Linked DNA regions of Mus musculus: all the other regions are linked to region 3. A link is a contact called in public ChIA-PET and promoter capture Hi-C data. All regions are on one chromosome and are shown on one strand. The core of a region is the stretch at or near the end of the contact, and the rest is flanking DNA. Distances in the headings are between cores, read along the strand shown.

Evidence for each region. ChIA-PET counts read pairs in DNA pulled down with a chosen protein or histone mark. Capture Hi-C pulls out chosen DNA fragments and counts their contacts.
Region 1: an RNA polymerase II ChIA-PET map of effector CD8 T cells shows a contact between it and region 3, with 6 read pairs. The contact joins two enhancer-like sites. A contact is called at or near these places in 2 of 115 datasets of contacts at active chromatin or transcription factors (effector CD8 T cells and microglia).
Region 2: a promoter capture Hi-C map of adipose tissue shows a contact between it and region 3. The contact joins two enhancer-like sites. A contact is called at or near these places in 1 of 115 datasets of contacts at active chromatin or transcription factors (bone marrow-derived macrophages) and 1 of 9 other capture datasets (adipose tissue).

Annotation. Positions count from the first base shown.
Region 1 is chr1:33,881,766-33,885,677 of GRCm38.p6, forward strand. Bend6 (BEN domain containing 6) reads right to left here. Exons shown (of 7, transcript NM_177235.3): 2 at 1,676-1,883. The coding sequence starts at 1,795. Among named protein-coding and RNA genes, the nearest start is that of Gm38471, 9.0 kb to the left of the region's middle. Within about 2 kb of position 1,841, at least 147 of the 459 cell types and tissues checked have an H3K27ac peak or open chromatin away from gene starts, as enhancers often do. A contact at or near this core is called in effector CD8 T cells and microglia, where this site is marked.
Region 2 is chr1:33,942,836-33,947,344 of GRCm38.p6, forward strand. The region is part of intron 2 of Dst (dystonin); the gene reads left to right. Among named protein-coding and RNA genes, the nearest start is that of Dst, 37 kb to the left of the region's middle. Within about 2 kb of position 2,751, at least 65 of the 459 cell types and tissues checked have an H3K27ac peak or open chromatin away from gene starts, as enhancers often do. A contact at or near this core is called in adipose tissue, where this site is marked.
Region 3 is chr1:34,470,742-34,474,815 of GRCm38.p6, forward strand. It overlaps Ptpn18 (protein tyrosine phosphatase, non-receptor type 18), which reads left to right. Exons shown (of 15, transcript NM_011206.2): 9 at 752-818; 10 at 900-977; 11 at 1,071-1,160; 12 at 1,362-1,450; 13 at 2,022-2,227; 14 at 2,594-2,668; 15 at 2,838-3,043. The coding sequence ends at 2,905. Among named protein-coding and RNA genes, the nearest start is that of Gm32566, 12 kb to the right of the region's middle. Within about 2 kb of position 2,465, at least 205 of the 459 cell types and tissues checked have an H3K27ac peak or open chromatin away from gene starts, as enhancers often do. A contact at or near this core is called in adipose tissue, effector CD8 T cells and microglia, where this site is marked.

The DNA of each region.
Region 1 (3,912 bases), core at 591-3,090, 590 kb before region 3:
CAGAGTGAGTTCCAGGACAGACAGGGCTATACAGAGAAACCCTGTCTTGAAAAACAAAAACAAAAACAACAACAAAAACTAGTCGACCTCACTTGTCTTGGATTTCCCATGTAATATGCCTTTACCACCTAAGCTAATGAGTAGCTATTATCTTAAATGGTGTGCTCTGCCATGCCTCTGACCCAAGGTGATGCATGTCTATCACTTGCTAAAGGCAGCCGATACAGAGGTTAAAAGCTACCAGAAAAGTCAAAAGCACCTATTTATGGATACTGGTTGATAAACAATGACATTTGCAGAACTGTTTTTTGTCTGGGTCAGTTGGGATCAATTGGAGCCAGTGACTTAATCCCTTATAAAACTCTGTTAAAGATTTCTGTAAAGTATCCCATGTCTTCTTGTGTGATGCTTTCTGTGCTGGTCAATAAATACAGAGCAAGCCCTTTGTCAGGGGCAGAGTCCACTCACAGCTACACACCAGACATACATAAACACCGTTAGTCACATGCAGAAAAGACAGACACCCAAAGATATAACAGACAGACACAGAAGGACAGACACAGGGACAGATTCACAAGATCACCTTCAGGCTGACACAGACTCTCATACAAACATACAGTCAGGAGACCCAAGGAGCATGAAGTAGAGAGTTCACATTGGACTCTCTTGGCTAATGTCTCGAAGGGAAATTACTGGTGAGTTGGAGTTAATCACTAATGCGTTTAATCCATGCCATCTTATAATGTCTAGTCAAATGAATAGAAACAAACAAGCAATTTCGAAACCACAAGTCATCCTCCTATGTATTTCATACAGATATAACCTGTGGGGTATAGTTATATTACATTAATGAATTTTAGTTGTTCTAGCCCGAAAAATAACCAAAAGTGGATTCCTCTATAAGCTGATGGCAATGTTGATTTGTTTCTCTAGAGAACATGTTTAACAATTTATATGCACCTCATAATATCAAGTCTTGTGGATAATTTTGGAGAGTGCAATGCTTTTTGAAAAAATCAGGAACAAATTAAGATTTCTATTATGATTTTCATGTGCTACTAAATGATATATATGTAGTCTTTTACAGTGTTTTATAAAGTGGGTCAGAGGTGGGGATATGAGGGAGATGGTACTGTTTAAGGACATGTGAATACAGCATGCTACATGCATTATAAAACACGTAAAAATGTATAAAACATGTATAAAATGTGGGACTGTATAAAGACATTCAAATAAAAATACAGGATGAACATGTCGGTAAGTTGTTCAAAGGAAAGGAGGGCAATGGGGTAGTGAGGAACAGCTGTGAGCTGAGTTCTAAACAGAAGAGCAAAGAGTAAGTCTTACTGAAGAAACGCACCAATTTCCATAAAATATTTTGGGAGGAAAACCATTTTCAGACAGTTTGATGATCTTTTGTTTAGATCAGAAAACAAACTTTGAACAATGTTATATCTGGTGCTGGCTGAAATGAAGTAGGAAAACTGTCTACTGTCTGTGTTTCTAACTTAACCTTAAAAAGAGAACAGAAACTATATTCCCTTGGTTGGATAAAGAGTTAAAAAGGACAAATTACAGAAGATGGGGGAAAGTGCCAAGAAACAACGAGGAACAAGGCTGAGAATTGCAGAGGCAGCTGAGGTAGATGAGAAGATTAAATCAACAGAACACCGACCTGTGCTTTCTCCAGAGCACTATTCGCATTTTCTGAGTTTGCTGTCTCTGTCCGTTTCCTCTTTCTTTTTCTAAGAACTTGGTTGTCGGTGATGTCATCTGTCTGCAAGATCTTCTGCATTTTCTCAATTAGTCAGCCCAGGCTTTCCGGAACGGCGATGGCAGAAACGCCCATGTAGGTGCCGCTGTTCTGCATGCGGTTCTCGCTTCTTAAAAACAAAAACAAAACACAGGGGGCCTCAGCCTGCTGCCGGCTCAGGTGAGCGCCTTTCACGGAAGGTGCCATGTGGAAGGGGCCATGTTGTTGTCTTTCTTACTGGCCAACTTCCCGCACATGTTTACTTGACTCAAAAAAATCCAGCTTGGTGCTGGAGACGTGGCTCAGTGGTTAAGAGCACTGACTGCTCTTCCAGAGGTCCTGAGTTCAATTCCCAGCAACCACATGGCGGCTCACAGCCTGGGATCTGAAGTCCTCACAGATGTGTCTTACGACGGCTATGGTATACTCACATACATAAAATAAATAAGTCTTTTTTGTTTTAAAGATTTTATTTATTTTATATATGTAAGTACACTGTAGCTGTCTTTAGGCACACCAGAAGAGGGCATCAGATCCCATTACAGATGGTTGTGAGCCACCATGTGGTTGCTGGGAATTGAACTCAGGACCTCTAGAAGAGCAGTCAGTGCTCCTAACCTCAGAGCCATCTCCCCAGCCCTAAATAAATAAATAAATAAATAAATCTTAAAAGGAAAAAAAAATCTATTGCAAGGCAGGGGATTGATACACAGTAGCAGGTCATACTTTAAGAAACAAAAGAACCCATTCAGCTTTGTTACCGCCCTCAAGCTGCTCATGTGGTCAGGTGCGGCTAGTTGGCTTTAAAAACTTCAAACAGTGTAAGAACACTTTCCATCTGCCCTTCTTGTCAAGTAGCCATGAAGAATCTACAGGTTTTAAAAATTCTAGGTGTATGTAAACATCATCACACAGAACTGAAATTATGCACTTCTAGGAAAATGTATTAATAATAGTTGACAACATCAGGATGGAGGGTAAACATATTCCCAAGAGACCAATAAGAGTTGCTTAGACCCGAGTTTTGCTTTAAAAGGTGTTTTTCTTTCTGAAAACTCTGCAATCTTATGATAAGAGGTTCCCCTTGTCCCAAACTAGTTGAGTCTATCAGTAGGGTTGTAATGACAACATTTAACCTTGGTTATGTATAGCTGGTGATGCACATTAGGTCTTATTTAATCTTCAGAGTATTTGCTTCAATTGGTTTGTTTTCATAAGCATTTAATTATACGTAATAAAACCAGAGTCAGATTGAGCATATGAGTCTTCATGAAATATATAGAATATTGAGCACCCGGTAATATTTTGCTTCTTATCAAATTACTATAAATGTATTAGCAAATGCACTACTCAAAAATTTTTATTCACAAAGTTTATAATAAAACACTGGAGTCCAGCATCGTTTTGAAAGCTATATTTACTAATGTGATGAGTGAAGTTTTCAAGATAACATTATAGTTGGGCATAGGGTACACACCTGCAAGCCTAGCACTTCAAAGATGAAGGCAGAGGGTTTCATGTTCAAGGCGAACCTGGGTGACACCGTGAAATGTATTTTCTAAATTCTGAAATAAAATAAAACATAAACATACAAAAAGAAAAAAAAACCAAACTGGATAGCATTTTGGTTAGCTGGGGTTCAAATTGAATGTTTGCTCACATAAAAATAATTTCTAATGTTATGTGTGTTTTTTACGTGTGTGTGTGTGTGTGTGTGTGTGTGTGTTCAGGGGCACACATGCCACAGTTGCTGGGTTCAAGGGATTGAACACGTTTCCAGGCTCATTGATTTTTTGATTTCTTTTTTTTTTTTAGATTTATTTATTTATTATATGTAAGTACACTGTAGCTGTCTTCAGACACTCCAGAAGAGGGCATCAGATCTCATTACGGGTGGTTGTGAGCCACCATGTGGTTGCTGGGATTTGAACTTCGGACTTTCGGAAGAGCATTCGGGTGCTCTTACCCACTGAGCCATCTCACCAGCCCGATTTTTTGGTTTCTTAATGGCTGACATTCAAACTGAGTTGAGATGAATTTTCTTTGCAGCTTTAATTTGCATTTCTCTGATGGCTGGTGAGATTTAACATTTTCCATGTGTTTAATGGCACATCTGTTCGTTTTACTTCCCCCATTATTGATGAGTCTGTTTGGTTCCT
Region 2 (4,509 bases), core at 1,501-4,000, 530 kb before region 3:
GACAGGTGACATGCCCACAGTAAAGGAAGCTCGACAACCTTCCCTTTTGATTCAGTCCTGGACTACATCGGCGTCCTCACACCTCAGCCTGTTTCGGGCATTCACACCTGCCCACAGGGGTTTTCCCGTGGTGATTTTAAGTCCCATTTTAAGTTGACAATCAAGATCAACCATCATTCCATTTCCCCCTCCCCCCTCTGTCCTCACATGTAAGAGAATTCTCTACTCTGCTGCCTTGTGGCATCAAGTAGTGTTTGTAAGGCTTAGAAGAGGAATGGAAGAAGATATGGGGAGAACACGGAAAACCTTTGAGGTGAAAGAAATGTTCTATGGAGAAATATTTGGAAGGGAACAGAGTGGCAGTTTGAACTGAAGAATTCTAAATCTCTGAATAGGAAAATGAACAGATAGGTTGTCAGAAGCAAGGTACTTGCTACATCGATGGCAGATACTTTTATTCAAGGCAGAGAAGTCTTCTAGAAAGTAAATGAAGGGTATGTATAAATTGTAGAAAAATGAGCAAAGAGGTTATGAGTGGATAATTAAAACAGTGGCTTACATAAATATGAAAGACTGTCTCCATTTACTGATAAACAGTTGCCAGTTAAGAGTAATATTTGCATGCCTTTAATCCCAGCACTTGGGAGGCAGAGGCAGGCAGATTTCTGAGTTCGAGGCCAGCCTGGTCTACAAAGTTAGTTCCAGGACAGCCAGAGCTACACAGAGAAACCCTGTCTCAGAAAACAACAACAACGAATAATATTTGCTTGCTAGCATGTTAACAGATAAAGATTCATGCTTTTTAGTGCTGCTGAGATTAAATTAAAAGGGACTTTCACAATGGTGCTAGAAATGTAATTTGTAACTTTTATATTACTTATTTTTCTATCCATGTACTTTATTAGTGTTCATGTGTGTGTGTGTGTGTGTGAGTGTGTGCATGTCAAAGCACATTTGTGGAGGTCAGAGGACAATGTGTGTGTGTGTGGGGCAATTTCACCTTGTGGGTCCTGCTGAGTCATCTTGCCACCAAGCTTTTAATGAAATGCTAACTCTGCTTCTAAATAAAAAAAGATTTAGGTAATCCTGGTTTGCTTCCTATTGTTGTGAGAAAGACCACTGTCGAAAGTAGCCTGGGGAGGGGAGGGTTAATTCAGGTTTGTGTATTCTCTCATGAAGGGGAGCAGAGGGACAAAGTCAAGCAGGACAGGACCTGGGAGGCAGGACGGGAAGCAGAGACCATGCAGGAATGCTGCTTACTGATTTGTTCATCAGCTTCATGGTGAGCTACCTTTCTTATGCCTCCCAGTACTGCCTGCCCAGGGATGGCACTGCCCCTAGTGGCCTGGCTGTTCCACATCAGTCATTGACTAGGAAGATATCCTCATAGACTTGGCCTATAGGCCAATCTGATGATAGCATGTTCTCAATTGATGGTCCTTCTTTCCCAGTGACTCTAGCCTGTGCCAAACAAACAAACAAACAAACAACAACAACAACAGACAAAGGAACAACCAACTAGCCTAGGGAAACACACACACACACACACACACACACACACATATACCTTGCTTCTTGTATTCCATACAATTAAAATTTAAAGTATCTCAGTTTGAGTTAGTGATATAATAAAGAATGGTGGAGCCATATGTTGGAAAATTATTCAGTTAGAAAGATGTGCATTTGAAATACTATCTATCGGAATCCTTGCTAAATCTCTATCAGTCTAGGAAGATAAGTAGGATCTGTGTTACTGCTAGGGATTGTTTTGGAAGGATGTTTTAGAAAGATAGAGCAGGGTCATTCAGACAGATTTTTAGTTCAGACATAAATGGTACATTTATAGGAGGACTTATGTTTTGTGATCAGTATTTTCTGAGCATGTCAGACAGGTAAAAGAACCAAAGTCAAAACCTGTGGAGAGTCTGAAAGAACGTAGGTAGGAGAAACAGAACCCGACAGTGGTGGGGTGGTGGAGTCGGTGTGGGGGTGGAGTTATCATGGCCGTGAACGCATTCTGAGTACGTCAGGCTGAAGAACGCTACAAAAAGTCACACTGGAACAAACTCCAGTCAAGTTCACGAACTGGGGAAGCCAACCAGAGTCAAGGGGTGGAGGTTGGAAAGTTCGTAGTTCTTGCTGGAATATCAGGGAGACTCCAGGGAAGGTTGTACAACATCATGATAGCTTTAGCCACTGCTTCAGACTCAGTAGCATCCTCCCAGGAAAGGGTCCCCCGGTGCAGTGCTTGCTGAGATCTAGGCTGCGCCTCCACAGAGTGCAGAGTGGGCGTGGCATGCTGAAGTCTGTGCCGTGCTCCGCCCAGTGCTGAGGGGGTGTGGCGAATGGAGGGAGAGCAGGAGAACTGGACACTGTAAGGGGCTGTGACAAAAACTCACTGCACAGCATTTCTCAGTGACCGCATTGACCTCCGATTGCCGGGAAGCCTGCGTCCTGCTCCCCGTTTCTCCTCTTTACTCAGAATACATTATCAGCGGCTGTTAGGTCATGGGACAACTCCCTCTGCATCCCCTCCCCCCAGCTTTCTGATAAGTACACCTCCAGAGTAAGCAGATTTTGAAAGAGAATGTACTGCCAGAAAAGCATTTAAGTCTTGAACACAGACCAAATATACACTTCATCTCAGCAGGGGCCAAAAGCTCGTTCCCATAACATAGTCAGGAGCATCAGTCAGCCCTTCCTCTCCTGTGCACAGTGATGGGGCTGGGGCGGTTTGGAGACATTTCTGACCAGCGCAGTGTATGCCGGGACCTCTGCTCTTTGGTTCCTGCATAGCAGCCAGTCTGGGGGGCTTGATAGGGAGTCTTGGCCAAACATCTACCCCTGACTGACTGCTGCTGCCTCCCTTTCATTACCTTTGGGATTTGAAGTCCTGCTCGGAGCTTCAGCACCAAACTTCAGTAGCCCTGATTAACTTCATTCATTGGTAGAGATATTGATGTTTAAAATGTTTAACAACCGGAGTTATTTCATATCGAGTGGTTCTTTCTAGTTGCTAGATCTGGGGCAGGTTGCAGAGCACTGGGGAGTAGGGTGATACAGGAGGACTTGCCGGGGTTTTTTGGGACCTTTACCCCAGTTCCTGTGTTTTATGCAACCATGCCCTTGGTGGCTGTGCAGACCCGGGCCTCTGCGTGCCGCAGGCTTGTCTTGCTGCTTCCTCTCAGTCCAGTCTGTTCTCTGCTTGAGCCAGTGCTACAGTATCTACTCTGTGGCTGAGACTGCCCAAGTTAGGATAGGGCTGGCATCAACCTCAGGAATCTTTTTCCAGAAACAGTCCAGAAATAGGTGGACCTCAAGATGAAGCTGTTCTTTGAGAACAGATATTTGGAGGATGCCCTTGATAACAGACATAGTTGTAAGATTGTGTTGCCACACATCCTCCCTCCCCCACTGTGTTGGCAGTTCAGTTTCTATGTGTTTCCATCTTTTACTTGATCGATCTCTCTCTCTCCTTTCCTCCCTCCCTCTCTCTCTCTCCTTCCCTCCCTCCTTCTTGGTATTTTTTGAAACAGGGTTTCTTTGTGTAGCTCTGGCTGTCCTGGAACTAGCTATAAAGCTAGACCAGGCTGGCCTCAAACTCAGAGATCTGCCCGCCTCTGCCTCCTGAGTGCTGGGATTAAAGTCCTGTGCCATTGCTGCCACCACAACCCAGCTCTGTCTCTTAACCTTATAAGCTTATTTTTGTGTCTTAACAACTCTGAGTGTATAGTGGCCATTGGAAAAGCTGTAAGGATTGCAGCTGAGATACTGAAGAAGTGTTTAGGTCTTTAGTATGACTTCAATTTTCAAAGCCCCTCCTGTTCTTTTGTCTTCGGCTTCCTGTGTCCCTGGCCCCACCTCTCTGCTTGCTTTCCTGCCTGGCTTCTCCCATGATCCTCTTTGTTTCTCACACCTCTCTGCACTGCCTTCTCACTTGCGACAGGCCTTCATGCCTGTTTTTTAAGTGTCATTCATCAAATATAGTCACATCTCACCATAAAATCTTGCCTTTAGCTCCTCCGAGTTTATAGCTGCTGGATCTGGGACAGGTTGCAGAGCCGCGAGTAGGAGCAAGCCGGGTGCCATGGATGTTGTGAACACACCATAAAATATGCTTATTTCCTTCACATCTCATGGTGTCTTGTTTTGGAAAGGATTTTTTACACACACGTTTTTACGATGGTGACTTTTTATTTATGGATTAGGGACTATTGTCTGTGACTCTTTAAATCTGAAGAGGGCCACATGCAGACAGATTGAGCTCACATTCATCTGTAATTACAAAGGCTGGGTTATGATTTGCTTGTGGCGGGGCTATTTATAGAGCCTGCCATTGCGCATGACTGTCTGGGCCCAGGGCTGTGAGACCTAGCTGCTGCCAGAGCAGATTGCACTGATTCTGCGCCTGCTCAGCAGGCGGTCTTTCCTTCTTACTGTCTTTAACTGTATGGCATCTTAGCATGCTTCTAGAATTCTTATCTGTGACCCACTTTGCTATGCCATATG
Region 3 (4,074 bases), core at 1,215-3,714:
AGAGCAGTCAGTTAACCGCTGAGCCATCTCGCCAGCCCCAGCCTTCCTTTTCCAGTGGTATTTCTTGAGAAGCCTCTGGCCACATGTTCATGATACAATGAGCTGGAATTGCTAGCTGGAATAGACTGCCTGCTGGAGAGTAAGCATAGAACTGATTGTTCACAAGTCTAAGTGAATAAAAAAGGTTTTCCTGTGCCGAAGAAGTGCCTCAGTGGGCAAAGTCCTTGTTGTACACATTCTTGAGTTCAGCTCTTCATTACCCAGTCAAACCCAGGGCAGGTGGCTTGCCCCCTGTAACCCCAGTGCTGGGTGCTGGGTAGAGACAAGTGAACCCATTGAGGGGTTGCCAGTCAGTCAGGCAAGCAAATCTGTGAGCAGCCTGTTTAGTAAGAGATCCTTTCTTAAATTTAATATTGACCTTTGGTCTCCACACTGTCAACACACACACACACACACACACACAAAATGGGTGCATACTAATGTACAAAAAACCCCAAAAGGTTTTATTTAAAGTTTTAATCTAGGGATCCTGCAATTTAAGAGGTACTGATCTCCTTCAGGTCAGCTCAGAAGGGGTTGTGGTGTCTGTACAGTTAGGCAGTCCTGACATCCCAGCACTTAGGAAGCTGAAGTCAGAGGCTAGCCTGGGCAACCTAGCACAAGACCTGTGGGAAAAGGAGGAGGAACAGAATGGGGAAAGGGGCATTGTGGGTAGGCTATGATGGTGTCTGCTCTGATTCACGATTGTCAGTGCTGGCTGCGGACGAACAGGTGTCCTGTGCGCTGTTGACTATGTGAGGCAGTTGCTGCTGACCCAGGTATGACGTCCTCTGCTCTGTGTGCAGTATGTCCCATGTCTGCCTACCAGGGTCTGGTCACACTTCCCCTCTCTATCCCAGACAATCCCTCCCAACTTCAGTCTCTTCCAAGTGGTCCTGGAGATGCGGAAACAGCGGCCTGCAGCAGTGCAGACAGAGGTATGTGCTTGCCCCGTCTTCCTGTTCCTAAGGACGAGGGAGGTTTGCTTAGCTTCCCAATCTCCCCTTCTCAATGACCACTCACCCCAACAGGAGCAGTACAGGTTCCTGTACCACACAGTGGCTCAGCTATTCTCCCGCACTCTCCAGGACACCAGCCCCCACTACCAGAACCTCAAGGAGGTACAGAGCCCCCAATTTCACCCTTTCTGCCAGCCATCAACACCTATACCCTTCTTGGGAACAGCAACCGACTTACTGTGAAAGGCACCTTTGCCTCCTCAGAGCTCCTTCCCCAGGCTGTTCCCTAAGCTCACCTAGGCACCCACAGTGACCTGCAGCAGGGCTATGGCCTCAGGACCGACCCTGCCTGCTTCCCTGCAGAACTGCGCTCCAATCTGCAAGGAAGCCTTCTCCCTCAGGACCTCCTCAGCCCTGCCTGCCACATCCCGGCCACCAGGAGGGGTTCTCAGGTACTGGGCTCACTCTGTCCCTGGAAAATCAACCTCTACAGTCTGGGTTAGCTTTTCCCTTGGTCTTCCAGAAGGTAATTAATTAGGCAAGTACATTTTTAAAGAATTTCAATCTCTCTCTCTCTCTCTCTCTCTCTCTCTCTCTCCCTCTCTCTCTCTCTCTCTCTCTCTCTCTCTCTGTGTGTGTGTGTGTGTGTGAGAGAGAAAGAGTATGTGAGTCCTTACCTTCCACGTGTTTTGAGAAACAGTCTCACTGTGTACATCAGAGCTTCTGGGGACTCACCTGTCTCTGTCTCATTGTAGGAGGGTTGGGGTCTCACACACTCTACCACATGCGTCCTCCCTAGTCCCACTTGCCAATCTGGCCCTGTCCCTCCTGCTGTGGGGATTCTAGGGACACGGAACCTCTACTTTCTGCCCTCAGGTGGCCCGCCCCTTCCCTCCTTTCCTGCTCTGAAGACTGGGGCAGGCAGGAAGGAAGCCCGTAGCCTGGGCTGAGCTTGCTCCCCCCCCCCCGCCCCCCTCCCTTGTGCTAAGCGCTTTCACTTCCTCTGCTTGTTGCCCGCTGCAGGAGCATCTCGGTGCCTGCGCCCCCGACCCTCCCCATGGCTGACACTTACGCTGTGGTGCAGAAGCGTGGCGCTTCGGCGGGCACAGGGCCGGGGCCGCGGGCGCCCACCAGCACGGACACCCCGATCTACAGCCAGGTGGCTCCACGTGCCCAGCGACCGGTGGCACACACGGAGGACGCACAGGGGACAACGGCACTGCGCCGAGGTGAGTTGAGGCCCTCCGGGGGTGTGGAGCTGAGGACAAGTACCTATTAGCAACTTTCCCGCTCTCCTAAGGCTCCCGAGGGTCTAAGCGCTGCTCGGAGGTCAGCCCCAGATCCAGCATGGCCACGCCCCTAGGCTACTAAACGTCGGGGTTCAAGCCCCAAAATGAGCCCCAGGTCAGGTCTCAATTGGGAGACTGGGCTGTCTAACCCAAGGCCCCAAAGACAGACCTCCGAACTTGGACACGCCCATGGACACGCCTCCTACCGCTACCTCGGGAAGGGAAATCGGTAGCTATGCTGCTCTAGAGTCCCTGGAACTCTTAAAAGCAGCTTGAGCTGACCCATAGGGGTTCTCCTGCCCTCAGTTCCTGCGGACCAAAACTCTTCCGGGCCTGATGCCTACGAAGAAGTAACAGATGGAGCACAGACTGGAGGGCTAGGTAAGTCAGAGCCTAGGGTGCAGCTTTGGAGAGCCCCAGGACTTCGGGAGTTCGGGCTGGGGCACTGGACTCAGGTTCTCCTTCATATACCTGGATCTGGAGCGGTGTGGGTTTGGAGGAGGTTACCCTGTCACTCCTTAGCTTCTGCATGGAGCCCTTCTTCCCTTAGGCTTCAACTTGCGCATCGGAAGGCCCAAAGGGCCCCGGGATCCTCCAGCAGAGTGGACACGGGTGTAACGAGTGCTGTGCCAGTTATAGCCTGCCACTCGGTGGTGGCTGGACTCCTGGAACCACCATACTGCTGTGCAGTGTGTTATGTATGAGTGGGACTTGTGGGCCTGATTCAAAATAAAAGTTTCTCAGGGCAGAAAAAAATAGGGGCTTTGTTCCAGTGATTCTAGCAGTCAAAGACTGGGGCTAAGAGAGGTAAGTGGGGGAGGTGGTGGATCTATTCTGAGACAATTTAAGGAAGCAGGTCAGGAGTGGCCATCACCACCCTCCTCCCCGTACACCTACCGGAGAGTGCATCCCAGACAGAGTCCTAGCTCACAGAGCCCTCAGCAGGTGCCTATCAGGATCAACAAGCTGACCTCCAGCTAGAGACACGTCTAGATAGATCCTCAGATAAACTTGCAATGAGCTAGAAAGATCTCTGGCTGGTCAGAGAAATGGAACACCAGCCAGGTAAATAGGGTGCCATCCAGAAAGACAGAACTTCCAGCCCTGACTTTCCTTGAGATGCAAGAAAGTAGATCCTTCAGAACAAACATATGCACGATGCTCCAGACCCCGATCCTGCCCCAACCCCACCCCCAACCCCACCCCGCCCCACTGCCACAATGTCACCAACACAGGAGGGTCTGTATGGCAGTTGTTCATCCAGTCAGTCCTGGCTATGCTTTCTCCAGGCTCTTGCAATTCCTGTCTTGAATCTGATGAAGGCTCCTACCATGAACTTGCGTATCTAGGCAAACATTAAAATGATTTTCGTAGAATTCAGTGAGGAGTGAGCCAAAAACTCAACTCAAGAGCCTTATGTGGCTTCATGGATCTCAGACCACAGCCAGCTGCAGGCTCCCAGGTTCATGGCGGTCCTGGGAAGCATTCGCCTTTTAGTGTTGGGGGGGGGAGGAGGTTATGAAACTTGTCTTATTTGGCCACAGTGTCTACTCTCATTGTCAAGTGCTAGAAGATCTGTGCCACGAACAGCTCGGCCAACAGGAACCAGGGATGACTGGGAAACCTTGGGAATCTTTAGCAGCTCAGTGAATCTAAATTCTAAGGTGAAAGTCTCGGGGTGGGGGTGGGGCGGCTGGAGAGATGGCTCAGTGGTTAAGAGCACTGACTGCTCTTAAAGGTCCTGAATTCAAATCCCAGCAACCACATGGTGGCTCACAACCATCCGT